Regions from separate parts of the Triticum aestivum genome. Here region 1 is linked to region 2. Evidence: chromatin contacts called from public Hi-C data. All regions are on one chromosome and are shown on one strand. The core of a region is the stretch at or near the end of the contact, and the rest is flanking DNA. Distances in the headings are between cores, read along the strand shown.

Region 1 (7,774 bases), core at 2,701-5,200, 150 kb before region 2:
CGGTCTTTGAACTAGTATAAGCACCAGTAAATTTTACAGTTTGAGTGAAATTTTATATAAATCTTGTGTATCAGAAATAACGAAATATGTTACTTTACATGCAATCCGGTGGTTTTTCTTGCGTGATGAATCAATCATGCAATTCGATTGGTTAGCTGGGTCTCTAGTAGGAAAATAGAATTTACAAGAGTTGATTTCATGTTGGTCAGTCTATTTGATCATTTTGATGCCTTAGTTGAATCCCAGGTTAAGGGGGTTGGACGGATTTTGACCTGGATTAACTTGACCCTCTGTAACCCCAGGGTGTTTGGCAGGTTAGGCCCTAGTCCAACTCTTAAGTCTTAAACCTGGACATGACACAACATATTATGTGTACTTGTTAGTCAAGACTACTTTCAAATCTATTGTAGATCATAAATATTATTTCCATTTATTTGAAGAGACTTAGCAGTAATTCGTTTTTCAGCGTAGTAGGCTAGTAGCACAAATTGTAAATAAAATACTGTTTACTGAAGTGCCTGCCAGCCATCAAGTCTTTGTACTTTGAATGAAAAGTTGTGAAGTGGAGTGGATAGATGATGCTTGGTTACTGCTTACTGTGCTCAGTGAAATGATTCAGTGTCTTTTGGCTTAAAACTTCAGCATGTGCATTTCTGTGTCTTGTACGGTTGTTTTGTTTGTTGGCTTGTTGCAAGTAAATATATATAAAAAATTGTGTTTGATAATTCCTCTGTTGCAAGACGTAAGACATATTTTGACTACCAGCTTTGACGAAGAATTAATCCAATAATAATACATATGGCATATGCTATTTTACACAAATGGACATAACTGCCATTCATCTATCAAAGAACTTTCTTATGATTGTGATTTAACCACTAACAAAGGATTCTACAAGAAATTTGTGTGGAACTCATTTTTGGGCAGTCAAAACATGCCATAAATTTTGCAAACGATCTGGTATCATGTAGTTTAGGTTTACTTTACCAGCGTACCTCATGTAAGGATTACATATTCCTTGCATATAAGGGATCACGACAATATGCTCACTTTAGAAGTTAGGACATGTTAATATCTCATGAAATTGGGTATCAACCAAATGAAATGAATCATTCATTTGCTTTAGATTGTACAGTGCCACAACCTTTGAACTTCTGAATGATGGCTTGAGGATTGTTGTTTATATATTTCATTGTGGATTTATTCCGTGACCTTCAAGAACTGATAGTTTGCTAGCATATAGCTTTTGACATTCTGGGTGTCTTTTGTTTTTTTATACATTGCAATTCACTAGTGGTAGTTAGTTACTCCCTCCGTCCCAAAAAGCTTGTCCCTCAAATGGATGTATCTAGCATCAAGTGCTAGATACATCCATTTGAGGGACAAGCTTAGGACAAGCTTTTTCGGATGGAGGGAGTACCTTCTTACATGTTGGCCTTGTTGTGACTTGTGAGTGAGGCATCTTTGAACTTGATAACTTGTTTTGTTTCCCCGCTTGCATTGGTGAGACATGCCTTTCTTGTAAAAAATGGTTGTGGAGGCAACTTCTAGAAACACAAAATGAGTATAATCTTAGCTTAGCTAGATCAATTTGGTCATGCTAGTGTACTTCGTAGGGATGGTGCAACTGGTCTAATGTCTAACAAACTTGGTTCCATTCTCGAGTCCTTTAGCCAACGACAACTCCAATTCGGCGGAGCTAGCTCTTATACCTGTGTGTATGGCTGGTATTAAGAACTTATTATGGATATCAATTCAGAATCTTTGGCAATTTGTAGTTGTCATTCATGTTAAACTAGTTTCTGTGTGCAAACTTTTCAGCTCAGATTTTCGGGGCCAAGGTTGAGAATATCATGATTTTGTTCATCTGGTTTTTCGTTGTGTTGAAAATTGCTCCTTCTCTTACCGTTTTTCTGGAGGTCAGAGTAGCAATGCTGTTGGGTTGGTACAGAGGTGGCTAATGGCAGGAACAGAACAGTTTTGAAATAGCGCTATCTCTAGGGTATATATTAATTTATGCTTACTGGATTTAATTATGTAACTTAGCTTGGACAAGTATCTTGTGTATTCGATTTTGCGCCCATACAGCAATATTCACTGTGATGAGAGTTACAGATATACACAAACCATCAATATTTACTAGGTCTGATGAAGGTTGTCTGCATTGACCAGGTTACATATAGGGGTTTAAGTTAATCATTCACCATCACTTTACAGTACCTGAAGATTAGTTTTTTCTTGACTGTGGTGTTCTGTTCTTCACTTGAATGTGAGGCTATTTGTCTTGTGGTAGATACTTTGATCCTTGTAAGCACTCTAATGCCGAGAAAATTATCTTAAAACTACTAGTAAAAAAATATTAGGGCCATTTAATTGTTTACCTGTGTCATCGGATTATTAGGAGTGTTATGCTTGTTTATAAAATAGAAACTCATGCCTTGTTATGACTAATTAATGCAGGGAGGATCTGGTGCTGAATGGACCTCAGGGAGCAAGTCAAATCCACTCACCGACTGGAGCGCATGCTGGCTTATTTCCAACTAATCCTGATACGCAGTCAGTTTGGTCGTTCGATCAAAAAAGAGACAGCATGGAACCTACAAAATGACATTGCCTGAGCCAAGGCTCCCTTCCCTTGCCTCCCACCTTCTAGTTTAGGGAGTTGAGGAGATATGTTGGACCAGACTGTATTCCTTTGCGCCAAAACGAAACATAGCCCTTTTATTTAGTGATATCCTCACGTGTTATGTTGCGCTCACCTGATGTTTTTGAGTGGCGTAGTATCTCGTGGGTTTAATGCAAAATGCGGCTTGAATTCATTGAGAGCGGGCATTGCATCGCTGGCCGATCTGATTCGTTCTTACCCTTGCAGTCTGACGGTGAGAGATCATCAGGTTTGTTGTAGGTCACTTGCCCGCTAGCTGGAGCTGCTGGCATTATCTCCCTCGGTGCATCTTATCCAGGAATTTCTATTTTACCCTTTTTGTGTTTCATCTCAGTGATGGTAGATGGTCCTGCAAATTTTGTTTAATCTGCATGCATCCTACCTTATTTAATATTTCCATGAGAGGTGTTCTAAAATTTGCAGTGAAAACTAGAGTTATCTTTTGATATCTTGGATAATTTAGATGACAACAGTAAAGCCTGTTATCTTTTGACAGTGAAGCAAATACCGAGTCTAGAGCAAGTGCATATTACTCCCTCCGTCCTTTAAAGAGTGTACTTCCAACTTTGTTGGAGGATCAAACTATCTCAAAGATTGACCGAATTTGTGCAAAAATATATCAATATTTGTGAAATCAAATAGGTATATGACAAAGTATATTTTATCACGAATCTAATGCTGCTAATTTGATGGCATAAATGTTGATGTATTATTATATAGACACGGTCAAATATAAAAAAGTTTGACTTTTCAAGAAAATTGGATGTACACTTTTTAAAGGACGGAGGGAGTATGTGCTAAAGGTCTTCCGACTCGCGAGATTCCAAAATGAAGGAATTATTCCTATAAGTACTGGAGTACCCGCCTTCGAGGGTGAAGAGCGCCTTTGTGCTTTCTGTTCCTAGGTGGCATGCCTCAGGGGCTCTCTGCGCCGTCTGATTTGCCTGGATAGCGCGTGCACGAGCGATCCGCCTCGTGGTCTATGACGGGTGGTGCAGGGGGTGGGTTTGCCCGGGCGCGGTGAGACTTTTTCTGATCTGATGGCTGCTGCTGCGAGTTAGAGCATCTCCAGCCGCCTCCCTGAGAAGGCCCCCAGGAGCGTTTTTTCATCGCCGGCGGGCGAAAAAAGTTTCTCTCACGCCCCCATGAGCTTGTTTAGCACAGATATAGCCGAAAACAGAGCCGGCAACCCCAACGCGATCCCAGAAACCTGGGGGGCACCCGGGGGGCTTAATTCGCTGTTTTACACGAGCTGACCCACCTGGCAGCGTCTCTTTCCTCTCCCATCTCTTTCCCTCCCTGGCCCACCCACGTGCTCCCCTCCACACACCCATCCTCTCTGCGACTCCTCTCTCTTCTCCTTCTCTCGCCTCGCAGCGCCCGGCACGCCGCCGCCCTCGCCTCGCTGCGCCCGGCTCGCAGCCGCCCTCGCCTCGCCGCGCACAGCGCCGGTGGAAATGGCGCACACGCCGCCCGCACCCTGCTCTTCCTGCTCGCCGCTGCCGCTCCTCCACGCTAGACACGGGCGAGCTCACGGTGCGGGGCCAGGGAGCGGGGACGAGCTCCAGGGCCGGGTCGGCCGCGTGCTGCAGGGGGCGGCTCGAAGGACCGGGCACGTCGGCCTCCAGCCGCCCGCTGCAGGCCACCTACGCGCTGAGCCGCGGCCGGCGCACAGTCGGCGCGGACAGGGACGAGGGGCTCCTCGACATCTTCTGCACCCGCACTTCGAGTGCAACATCCGCAACGCGTCCGCGGATGCCAGCGATGCCAAGGGGCGCAACGGCAAGGCCGACGCCAACGGCACGTCGCCGCTGGCCGTGTGGAAGCAGTCGCCGGTCCCGTCCCCGCGCTCCAGCGACGGCCGTGAAGGACGGGGGAGCAGCTGCGGCGGGGACAGGGGCGTGGCTTCCGGACCCGAGGTGGATGGAGCAGAGGCGACGCCGCATCTGCCGGACGGGGGAGCAGCTGCGGCACGGCGGCCAAACGGGGGAACGCTAGCCCCTCGAGGGGGAGGGATGAGCGTGGCGGCAGATGCGGCCGAGGAGGGCCGGGCGGCGTGGCGTGGCTGCTAGCTCCTGGATGGGGGCGTGGGTGGGCGGCGGCGGCTGCGAGGGGCGGCCCCGAGCTGCAGGGGGCGTGGCGAGCTGCAAGGCGCGCGCAGGACGAGTTGTAGGGGCGCGGCTGGAAGAATCTCGTTCCCGGCTGTAAAAATTTCGCCGGGGTCTCCCAGGAGGCCGAAAAAACGCCTGGTGAGGGGCGCAACGGCTGGAGATGCTCTTATGTCCGGCTGGCGTTTGTGGGGCGAGTTTAATATCTGTTTTTGGTATGTGTAGGCCGTTTGCCTACTCGGCTTGTCATCATAGTTGGCTTTGTCCAGCTGGCTTGTTTTCGTTCGCTCGGTAGTTGCACGCTGTTGGGCCTGGTCGACTAGCACCATTTTTTTGCGGGCTACTGGTTGCTGGTCCCGCATGTCGGCCTGTGTTTCATATTGGTTTAGCGTGTGAAGGTATTTTCGCATCTTCGCGCCCTCTTTTGTTCCTGTCATCTCACGTCCTCCGGTTTACTCGGCTGTTTCTTGCGGTTGGGCTATTGGTTGGCTCCGTCTTTCTGTGTGTTGGGTCGACGCCTCAGATTGGTGAGCCTATTGGTCGGGCATGCTGGCCCCGCATATCGGTATGTGTTTCATGTCGGTTCAGCATGCATGGGTTATCTTCGTGTCGTCGCTCCCTCCTTCTTCCCCGCCGCCTCACATCTACCAAAGCATCACGACTTCCTCTCGTGTGTTTCTTCTCTAATTGCAATGGATGGTGGTCTGTGAGCTCTTTGGTTGTTCGTCGTGATCGTCCTGCCAGCTGGTTGAGGTGATTAAGGCCCAATTTGATTGGGCTTTTGCTTCTGCTTTTGCAGCCTTTTCACTTTGGCAAAAAAGCCACAAAAGCTCTTAAATAGGTTTTTTTTTTTGCTTCAGCTTTTGGCTTATGAATCAATATTGTTATAAGATGGCATAAGCCAAAAGCCGAAGCAAAAAGCACCTATTTAGGAGCTTTTTTGTCAAAGTGAAAAAGTTGCAAAAGCAGAAGCAAAAGCCCAAACAAACAGGGCCTAAGACGATGGTGTCATGCTGGGCGAGGTGCAGAGCGATGGGCGTGGCTTCCACACGGGTATTCTTCGACACGACGGCGCACAGCTGCAGGTCTGCCAGTTCATGGGAGAGGCCATAACCGCATGCGAGTTGGTCTTGCCGAGGTTTGTATGTTGTCTCCTTCTACGCCTTTTGCACGCTAACATTGTCTTCCTCTTTGTGCTTGTAGCCATTGAGAACCTCTTCTTGTCGGTTGCAGCCCTTCTAAGATTGTGCTCTCAATGTTAGCTTTCTCTTTGGTCACTCCGTGTGGTCTGTTTGATGAGATGGCAGAAGCCCGATCACTGATTTTTTTGTTGGGTTTGTTTGCTTCGTGATCGTTGGAGGATTCGATAACGTTGCCGTTCGATTGGGTGGACCGTGTGTGTTGATCACTGCTGACTGATGTCTACTACACAACTTATTCTTGTAGACTCGTGTTGGGCCTCGAAGCGTAGAGTTTTGTAGGACAGTAGCAATTTTCCATCAAGTGGATGACATAAGGTTTATCAATCCGTGGGAGGCGTAGGATGAAGATGGTCTCTCTCAAACAACCCTGCAATCAAATACAAGAAATCTCTTGTGTCCCCAACACACCAAATACAACGGTGAATTGTATAGGTGCACTAGTTCGGTGATACAAATGTAGTATGGATAGTAGATATAGGTTTTTGTAATCTCAAAATATAAAAACAGCAAGGTAGCAAGTGATAAAATAGAGCAAAAACGGTATTGCAATGCTTGAAAACAAGGCCTAGGGTTCATACTTTCACTAGTGCAATCTCTCAACAGTGCTAACATAATTGAATCATATAACAATCCCTCAATGTGCGATGAAGAACCACTCCAAAGTTTTTATCTAGCGGAGAACATAAGATAAAATTGTTGTAGGGTACGAAATGACATCAAAGTTATCCTTTCCTATCAATCTATTGAGCTATTCCTAAAAGTGTCACAAAAAACCCTGGAGTTCGTACTAAAATAACACCATATGATACACATCAACCAATTCTAATGTCACCATAAGTATCCGTGAGTTGATTATTTGATATGCATCAACCAACTTCAGATTCATAATATTCAATCCAACACAAAGAACTTCAAAGAGTGCCCCAAGATTTCTACCGGAGAAAGTAGGACGAAAAGTGCATCAACCCCTGTGCATAGATTACCCCACCCCAATGTCACCTCGGAAATCCGCGAGTTGAGTGACAAAACATACATCAAGTGAATCAATATAATACCCCATTGTAACTACGGGCATTCATATGCAAGACATATTTCAAGTGTTCTCAAATCCATAGAAGTATTCAATCCGATAATAGCGAACCATATGCTCCAACTATATTAACAAAGCTCGCGGTACATCAAGATCGTGCTAAATCAAGAACATGAGAGAGAGAGAGAGATCAAACACATAGCGTGTACATACCCCTAGCCTAGAGGGTGAACTACTCCCTCCTCATCATGGTGGCCGCCGGGATGATGAAGATGGCCTCCGGTGATGATTTCCCCCTCCGATAGGGTGCTAGAATAGGGCTCCAGATGGTATTTTGAGGATACAGAGGCGTGCGGCGGCGGAGTCAAAGTTCTAGGGTTATTTCTGGTGGTTTCTCTATTTATAGGATATTCTAGCGCCGGTCTCACGTTAAGATGGGCTAAGGTGGGCCCACTAGGCACCAGCCCACGGCCAAGGTCCCGGGCGTGCCCCGGTGGGTAGTGGCCACCTCCTTCACCTTCTGGTCCCTCCAGAAGCTTCTAATGCCTCTTTTGTTCCAAAAAAATCGTCAAAAAGTTTCGCTGTATTTGGAGAACTTTTATTTCTGCACAAAAAACAACACTACGGTAGTTCTCCTGAAAACAACGTCAGTCCGTGTTAATTCCATTCAAATCATACCAAAACCATATAAAATTATTGTAAACATGGCATGAATACTTCATAAATTTTAGATACGTTGGAGACGTATCACTGCCCACTGCGTCAAGGT
Region 2 (7,781 bases), core at 1,063-3,562:
CAGGCTATCACATACACCCCCACTCAGAAGAACCGACGTCCTCGTCAGGCCACAGGAACATTCCTTCTTGGCACATACATCTGTGCATCCAGTCCGATACATGTGCCATGCCGTGTGCCACAACGGGTCACAAACGTCATGAACAACATGACCGTGCACCTGTCCGCCAACATCCGTGTAACCATGAGGGTTGGCTCTGATACCAACTTGTAACGCCTTGGACACACCCGCCGGTGGTCGTTACTCCTGGCGGGATCTAGACCGGCCCCACAGATCAATACTAGTCTTTTCTACGCACTTTGTCCTCACTCATGCGCACCCGGGAGCAACTTCCAGGTCGGTCACCCATCCTGAAATTACTCCAAGCCGAGCACGCTTAACGTTTGATTTCTTTCCGAATGGGCTCCTGGAAAAGAGGGAATTCCTTATTGATATGAGTAGTCTATCATCCCTATTGAGCCATGCTATCATAGATAAACTAGGCCACAACTAACTGGGCTAAGCCCCTAATATGCCGGTCATAACAGCGGCCACCTATAGCGGAGCAAACGTTTACTCCATTAATAACTTCACTCGATCGGATCCCCCTCTAGTAACATATGTTCTTATCATATCCTTTTATCTCCTCTTCACAAGCTTTATCCTGAAATAAAACCCCTATAGAATTATCACAACAGTAGACTAAAATCAAGGTTAGCCTCCGTGTCATATCGGATCCTCTAGTAACATGTGTTCTTATCATATCCTTTTATCTCCTCTTCACAAACTTTATCCTAAAATAAAACCTCTATAGAATTAGCACAACATTAGGCTAAAATCAAGATTAGCCTCCTATTGTATGTCTTGTACTTCAACATCATGTAGTGTCGTGTTCTATTCAACTTATGAACCTCATAACTGAAAGGCATTACTCCTATAAAGGATGGTGGAGTACCCCCCCTCCCTGTGCTCTCCACGCGTGAGCAGAGCCTCCTTGTCGTCTGTTGCTGGATGGCTAGCCGCGGGAGCCTCGGGGAGGCTTCGGGCCGTCCGATCTGCCCGGACGACTCAACCCAGGCGATCCGGCTGAAAAGTCCATGACGGGTGGATGCCTGATTTGTTTTCCTACCTTTTTGCTCGTGTTGCATCTTGGCCCTGTCGCAGCCCATCTTGCCAGCACGTTTCTCTTGGTTATGGAATCGTAGAGCGACACAGGTATGTGCATGCCTATATATCGCTTCACGCGAGTTGGAAGAGGCGCTCGCCTGAACCGTACAACACATAGCCCCGGTCAAAAAACGCCGGAAGCTCCCTCACTCGCGGCTCGCCCTCCTCCAGTGCGTAGCTAAATCTAAGTCAACACATGTATACATCAGGTGTGCAACTACATGAGTTTTTTTTTCTTTTGTTCATATTTTTAAAAATAAAATTACTTGAAATGAATAAAACCCTGAATTTGAAGAAAAAAGTAACACATATTCAAACATATATAGTTTGCAAAAAATGTTAATCATGCATTTAAAAAATGTAAACATGTATATAAAACTGTTTCTGATGTATATGAAAAATGTATAGCCTATATAAAAAGATAGACATCAACAAATATATTTGAAAAAATGTTAATGCAATACAAACTGTTAGGATAGTCTGAAAAAACTTGATCTCATTCAAAAATATATTCCAACATGTATTTGAAAAAAATGTTTAATCGTATTCAAACCTAAACTTAAAACCATGTGTTTGAAGAAAAATGTTAATCAGGTATTGAAAAATATTTGATGGGCATAAAAAATATATCAGGTGTATATGAATCATGTACAATGTATATGAAAAAGTAGACATCAAAGCATACGTTCCAAAGACCTGTTAAACATGTACGGTGAACGGTTTTCAATACATAATGTGCGCTGAACATTTTGAAAATATGCTTTGAACCTTTTAAAAATACGCCGACAATCTTTTAGTGGTATCTGAGCGTTTTCAAAATACATATTGAACTTTTTTGTAGAATATGTTCAAGAATTTTTTAGCATATGATGAATATTTTTATGATGCACATGAACTTTTTTTAATATATGGTGAACATTTTCTTAATATACGATAAAAAGTTTCGTAACACATGGTGAACTTTTAGTATAATATAAAAAGAAAATAAAAATAAAAAAGAAAGGGAAAAGGAAACGAAGAAAAAGAAAAACCGAAGAAACAGCCTATCCGATATGGGCCGGCCGGCCCAAGTACGGGCCGCGGATAAGCCTCACGCGCGTACGGTATAACGAAGTCGTATTCGACGCGTAATTTATACGGCATAACGAAGTCGTATTAGCTTGTATTCTACGCAAGAGGCGTATTTCAGATCGATAAATCCCAAATACCTGACCTAATCCCCTTTCCCTCGCTCTTTCTTCCTCCCGCGCCCTTTGCTGCTCCAAAGATCCACTTTTGATTTCGATTTCGCCGATTCATCCGCCGGTGCCGGATATGGCGTGCGTCGACATCCATGGCATGAGCGTGACGCTCACGTTGGTGGACCAGCTCTCGCTCGCCGGGAAGAAGAGATCCGCCGACGAGGATCTCGTCCTCGCCGACGAGTCCGAGGCCCGTGGATGGTCGTCGGCGGTCTCCGACCGCAGGCTCGCCCTGCGCCGCCGGCGAGGTCCGGCTTCCTCTTCCTGCCGCCGCGGCTGCATCGTGATGACGGAGGCGCCGGACTGCCGTGCCGAGGAGGCGGTTCAGCAGGTTGCCGCGGAAGAAGACGAAGGCATTCTGGAGCGCGAGGCTTTGTCTGTCGAGGAGCTGGTTTACTTCACCATCTTCTAGTCCATCGATGCTAAATCCTGAGGCCTGCTTGCCCAAGTCTCTGAAGAAGGTCAGCCTGTTCGTGTCTATTGGATTGCAGAGTATTCTTTCTAGATCATATGAATAACCTATTTTCTCTTATTTTTTCTGGTAATGTCGGAACACTGCGGCGTCGAGGAGGCGAGGCTACCACAAGTAATCAAGTCAGAAGTCAAGGGGGGATGTGCTGGAATGTCACTCACTTTCTTCAGTTAGCTAGCATGGTCATGTCAGTCAGTTTCTTCAGTTAGCTAGCCTGGTCATTTTCAGTTAGTGCTTAGTACTATAGTTGTTTCCTGTAATATCGTGGCTCACGGCAGTATGTAAGCCGGAGAGTGGGTGGAGGGCGGCACGATATGAATAAAACCATAGTTTTCCCTATCTTGCATTGTTTCCAGAACCACGAGTTGGTTGTGAGACCTTATGGGTTTCACCTCTAGCCTACCCCAACTTGTTTGGGACTAAAGGCTTTCCTTAGCTTTATGTTTTCTGCTCTCGTCTTTGCGCCTTGCCACGATATGAACAGTTCATCGGCAGACCCAAAAACCTCTCCTTTCACCTTGTCCGCTCTGTAAACACCAGATCCTTTGCTCGACTCTTGCTAAATCACACATGGAAGGCGAAGCCAGGGAAGATGAGGTGCTGATGGCCAGGAGTTCTTCTACCTTGCTGTCATCTAGTTGAATCTTCCAAGTCTTGTAGAAAGAATTCCTCCTCTCCTCTGTTTATCTTCCGGTTCAAGTCGAATCAGCCCAGAACTGTTTCGATGTGTTTATGGCTTTATGCCAAGTGATGGGCCATGTTCTTGTAGGACAGAGTCCAATTCATTTATTAAAGTCGATAAGTTACCAAATGGGTGAAATTTTGCTTCTACAAAGTAGTGTAAGACTGAATGTTCTGATAATGACTGGCTCGCTGTTTGGCTGTGGCTACTGCTGTACTACAAATATGAATTCCTTAAAAAAAGGTGAAAAGTACACATCTATTAAGATTTGAGAAAAAAATTCAGCCACAAAAAAGATTTTGGTGTTTCCCAAACAATTCTGATTCTTAGAAAGCCTTTCCAGAACTACCCTTTTTGGTGTTTGTGTTGTGGCTAATATTACTGTACTAAAAATACAAAAATGGATCTGGTCATTGAGGTTTGTTTCTAAGTTAATCAGAGACACACTAACTTATGTTCTGTTGTGTTATTGTGATTTTTGTTAGCTTTAAATCAGACTTAAGGTGATCAATTTCATTAGATCAATCTCTGCAATACCCAAAGGCACACAATGAATGTTCATTTCAAATTGTGTGCGACGTAATCTTGACAGAGAATAATCTAGCAATATGGTGCCAAGTTTTGTGAACTAAACAAAACATGGATATATATTTCCCTCCTTTTTTTGAAGCACCACCGTGTGAACAAATTAATGATGTGGAGGTTTGGCATGCTATAATTCATCTCTTTTTTGGTTGTGATGCAGGTTTAAGTGATATCTTGGGCTGCGATTTTTCTTGATATTTTTTCGATGTTCCTTTTCTATGCATAGTGAAGTCATAATAATTTTGATGGCCTCCTGATGCTATTTTTTTAATGTTCAATGGAATATAAATATGGGTGTCCATATTTTTTCCCCTATGCAGTTGAGTCTGATGGCCCATTAGATTCTTGACTTTGATTTGTCATGTAGCCACTTTACTGAATGAAGATGATGTTTGGGTCCCGACAACATGTGTCCACTGTTACTGTTTACCATAAATCTGTCTTTCTATTTACATAGACTTCCCCGTTAATCAGGATAAATTTTGTTCCTATATCTCCTTGGATGAAAGAGTCTTTTTGGGTACAGAAAGGGATCAGGGGATTCAATTTATGTTCTCAACTGTAGGTTTGCTTTACCAGTTTAACTTTCTTCCACATAAGCGCTTAATTAATGCACACATATACGCCTCTCAGGTCGAGGTGATCGGGCATCTTGCATCTGACGATTCTGCATGTGAAAACTTAGAACCGCAATGCTCTACATAATTATAGTAGGTCAGAGAGAAATGACTTGAATAGGCTGCTCAAGCTTAAGTTCTCTAATTTGGGAAATAAGTTGTAGTGCAAGTTCAATTGATCAAATTCAAAGGGAAAGTTAAACCTTAAAAGTCATGGCCGGATCAAATAAGAAGGCATCGAGGATCGTAAAATGTAAACATAGTGTAGTCATAATAACTTCCATGACCTCGTGATTGCTTGTTAAATTCCTTTTAATTTAATTTTTTATTTTGCCCTGAAAATGCTTCAGGCCAGCTATTTCCAGCCGTAGGTTCCTACAGCAAAACAGTTGTCCTAACAGGATCATCCTCATTTCCTTTGTGCTACTATGTCCTTCCCATGGCAAGATATGCTCCACTTTTACCTTTTCTTTGCACAAATTCAGTCTTCTCCCCTTGCTCACTCCAGTCCCGATTTCTTGCTTCTAGGCAGTGGACTCTAGGTGTTCTGACATAGATATTCCTAGGAATAACTAACAAACTTTTGGTCAATCAGCTGCTAATATTGTAAAACCAGAAATAGTTCAGGTTCTTTTAATTTTGAAACCATCTATTCTTATTGGTTGTAACCATAAATTAAATTCTGATATCAAGGAACTGCGTAGGATGAAGTATCTGCTACTCACATGTTGGAGTTTTTTTGCAGCAGGACAGTACATGATTTCTCAAGGAAAACAAATCACATCATATATTGACTATAAGGTTTTACCTTTCTTTTATGGAGCGTTACATGCATCGGTTATGTTTGGTCTGAAGACCATTTTGCACTATCACCAATACTGCACTACATTTCATTCAGAAATTGTATTGATTTTTTTAGTTTAAGATTTGGCTTAATCTGACCAATTAGATGAACACATTCTTTTTTAATTGCTATCGGAATTGAGAGATCCAGCAAAGATATATGTCAAATTGTTTATTGTCTAGCTATTGGTTTCTATTGATATTCATGTCAAATCTCTATTGATGATCATTTTTGTTGTGATTTAAGCAAGATAGTGAAGGCTAGGTGAAATGTCTAGCTAGTGAAACACCAACCGCTGTTTACATCGGCGTACAAACATGATTACATCTTTAAGTTGTTGTCCTTGAGTGCTACCTTTGTTAGGCTTCGGAGTTCCGCCGGTGGGTTTTTTCTACTGATAGGTTTGTGGTAGCATTTCGAGATGTCGGTTGTCATGAGATCATATGTTGGTCTTGTGTTTATTCAACCTATTAATTATGTCTTCATGTTTTGCAGCAATTAAGGCATGGATGTGTGCATCCGAAGATGGGGATGCTAGGAGGCCAGTCCTTCATTTTTTTCCGGAAAATGAAGAGTAGAACCGCTAAACAAGAACAAAGAAGACTAAAATCTCAAAGGTCAAAAGTCGTTGTTGCATGCCATCTCATTGAATAACAAATTTTACATGAAGGTTACCTTTTGCAGATAATCTATATATGGAGTTAGCTTATAAAACATTTGATTTTCTGCATTGTTTTATTGACCATGGTTTGACATAAAGATCTCCACGATTCAACGACTGACTCTACCTTTAGGGAACTTTCTACCTTATTGTCCAGCTATAAAAATACGATTTTGCTAAATTTTAGTTGCCTGATAATTTTGAAAATATTGATCCCTGGAATTGCACTCGACTAAGCCTGAAATGTGATCTTTGAAGGCGTGCCATTTTAGAAAAATGTTAATGTCATTTTTGTTCTACAAGTTGTGGATGGAGTTGGGGCTGAGAACATGATAGTTGGTGTTCTAGTAAATGTGTTGCAGTTATGCTCGAGTCATGGGTGCTCTAGTAAACGCAAAGTAGTATTGCGGCCATGGAACTTGAAAGAAAACCAAATTCATAATGTATACACAAGATCGTAGGTGGGCCATGGGCATATGGGAAGTTAGAGCAAACAAAGTTCCCAGCAAAACTTGCAAATGGCAAGACATTGGTAAATAACACTTTGCATTGAATGGGGGCCTAATTGACCAACATACAAGGTGTTTATACACGCAAATCCCATCGGTACATGCCATGATAAAAAAACCCCAGCTCATACCCCCCAAAAAACAATCGTACTATCATGGTTCACAAGCTTGTTACCCATCCCGGCAAAGTTGTGTGCCTGGAACAGGATAAGCCCATGCGAGCCAGTCCACCCAAGCACGGGGACGATCACCTTGTTGACCACCTCAGATTGGCCGTCTGTCAGAGGACGGAAGGCTGTACTCAGGCGCAGCTTCACGCCTGCCATCTGGAAGAGATCACACCAGACATGCCCCATGAACACCGGGTCCCGGTCGTTGATCGAAGAGGGGAACCCGTGGAGGCGGACGATGCCGTCGAAGAAGGCACGCGCCATGGATGCGGCAGTGTAGGGATGGCCGAGCGCGATGAAGTGCGCGTACTTGGAGAAACGATCGACCACCATAAGGATGACGGACTTGCCACCCACCTTGGGAAGGCCCTCGATGAAATCCATGGAGATGTCGGCCCATACCTGAGAGGGAACCTCCAGGGGCTGGAGCAGCCCGGTCGGTCGCAGCGTCTCCGTCTTGTTGCGCTGGCACGTCAGGCAAGACTGCACCCAATCTCGTACCAGGGCCCGGTCGCCGGGGATGTAGAAATCACCGCAGAGACGGTGGAGGGTCTTCTGCACGCCCTCGTGGCCGGCTGAGTGTGCCAGCAGCAGGACCTGGTGATGGAGGTCGCCGTGATCCGGCATGAAGAGCCGGCGCCTATGCAGGAGCAAGCCATCTGCCAAGCGCCACGTCGCCAGCGTCGAGGTGCTGCCGAAGGAGCTGAGCGCCCGGAGCATCCGCGGTGGCCCTGCGGATGTCGTCAATGAGGGCGAAGGAGGGCCCCGAGCGAATGCAGAGGGCCGCCCCCACGGAGTCGACGACGTCCGAGTTGTGGTCGGCGTCGCGGCGGGATAGTGCGTCGACCACGGTG

What was found. Hi-C and Micro-C count contacts between places; a contact is called where the count stands out from the background.
Region 1: a contact with region 2 is called in a Hi-C map of leaf, with 6 times the contacts expected there. The contact joins the enhancer-like site here to the promoter of LOC123091519 in region 2. A contact is called at or near these places in 2 of 5 Hi-C or Micro-C datasets (both in leaf).

What each region holds. Positions count from the first base shown.
Region 1 is chr4B:143,693,592-143,701,365 of IWGSC CS RefSeq v2.1, reverse strand. LOC123091520 (stress response protein nst1) reads left to right here. Exons shown (of 3, transcript XM_044513055.1): 3 at 2,461-2,758. The coding sequence ends at 2,608. Among protein-coding and RNA genes, the nearest start is that of LOC123091520, 7.1 kb to the left of the region's middle. Within about 2 kb of position 3,950, at least 3 of the 8 cell types and tissues checked have an H3K27ac peak or open chromatin away from gene starts, as enhancers often do. A contact at or near this core is called in leaf, where this site is marked.
Region 2 is chr4B:143,542,091-143,549,871 of IWGSC CS RefSeq v2.1, reverse strand. It overlaps LOC123091519, which reads left to right and starts at 2,312. Exons shown (of 2, transcript XM_044513054.1): 1 at 2,312-3,046; 2 at 5,489-6,049. The coding sequence starts at 2,461. The coding sequence ends at 2,799.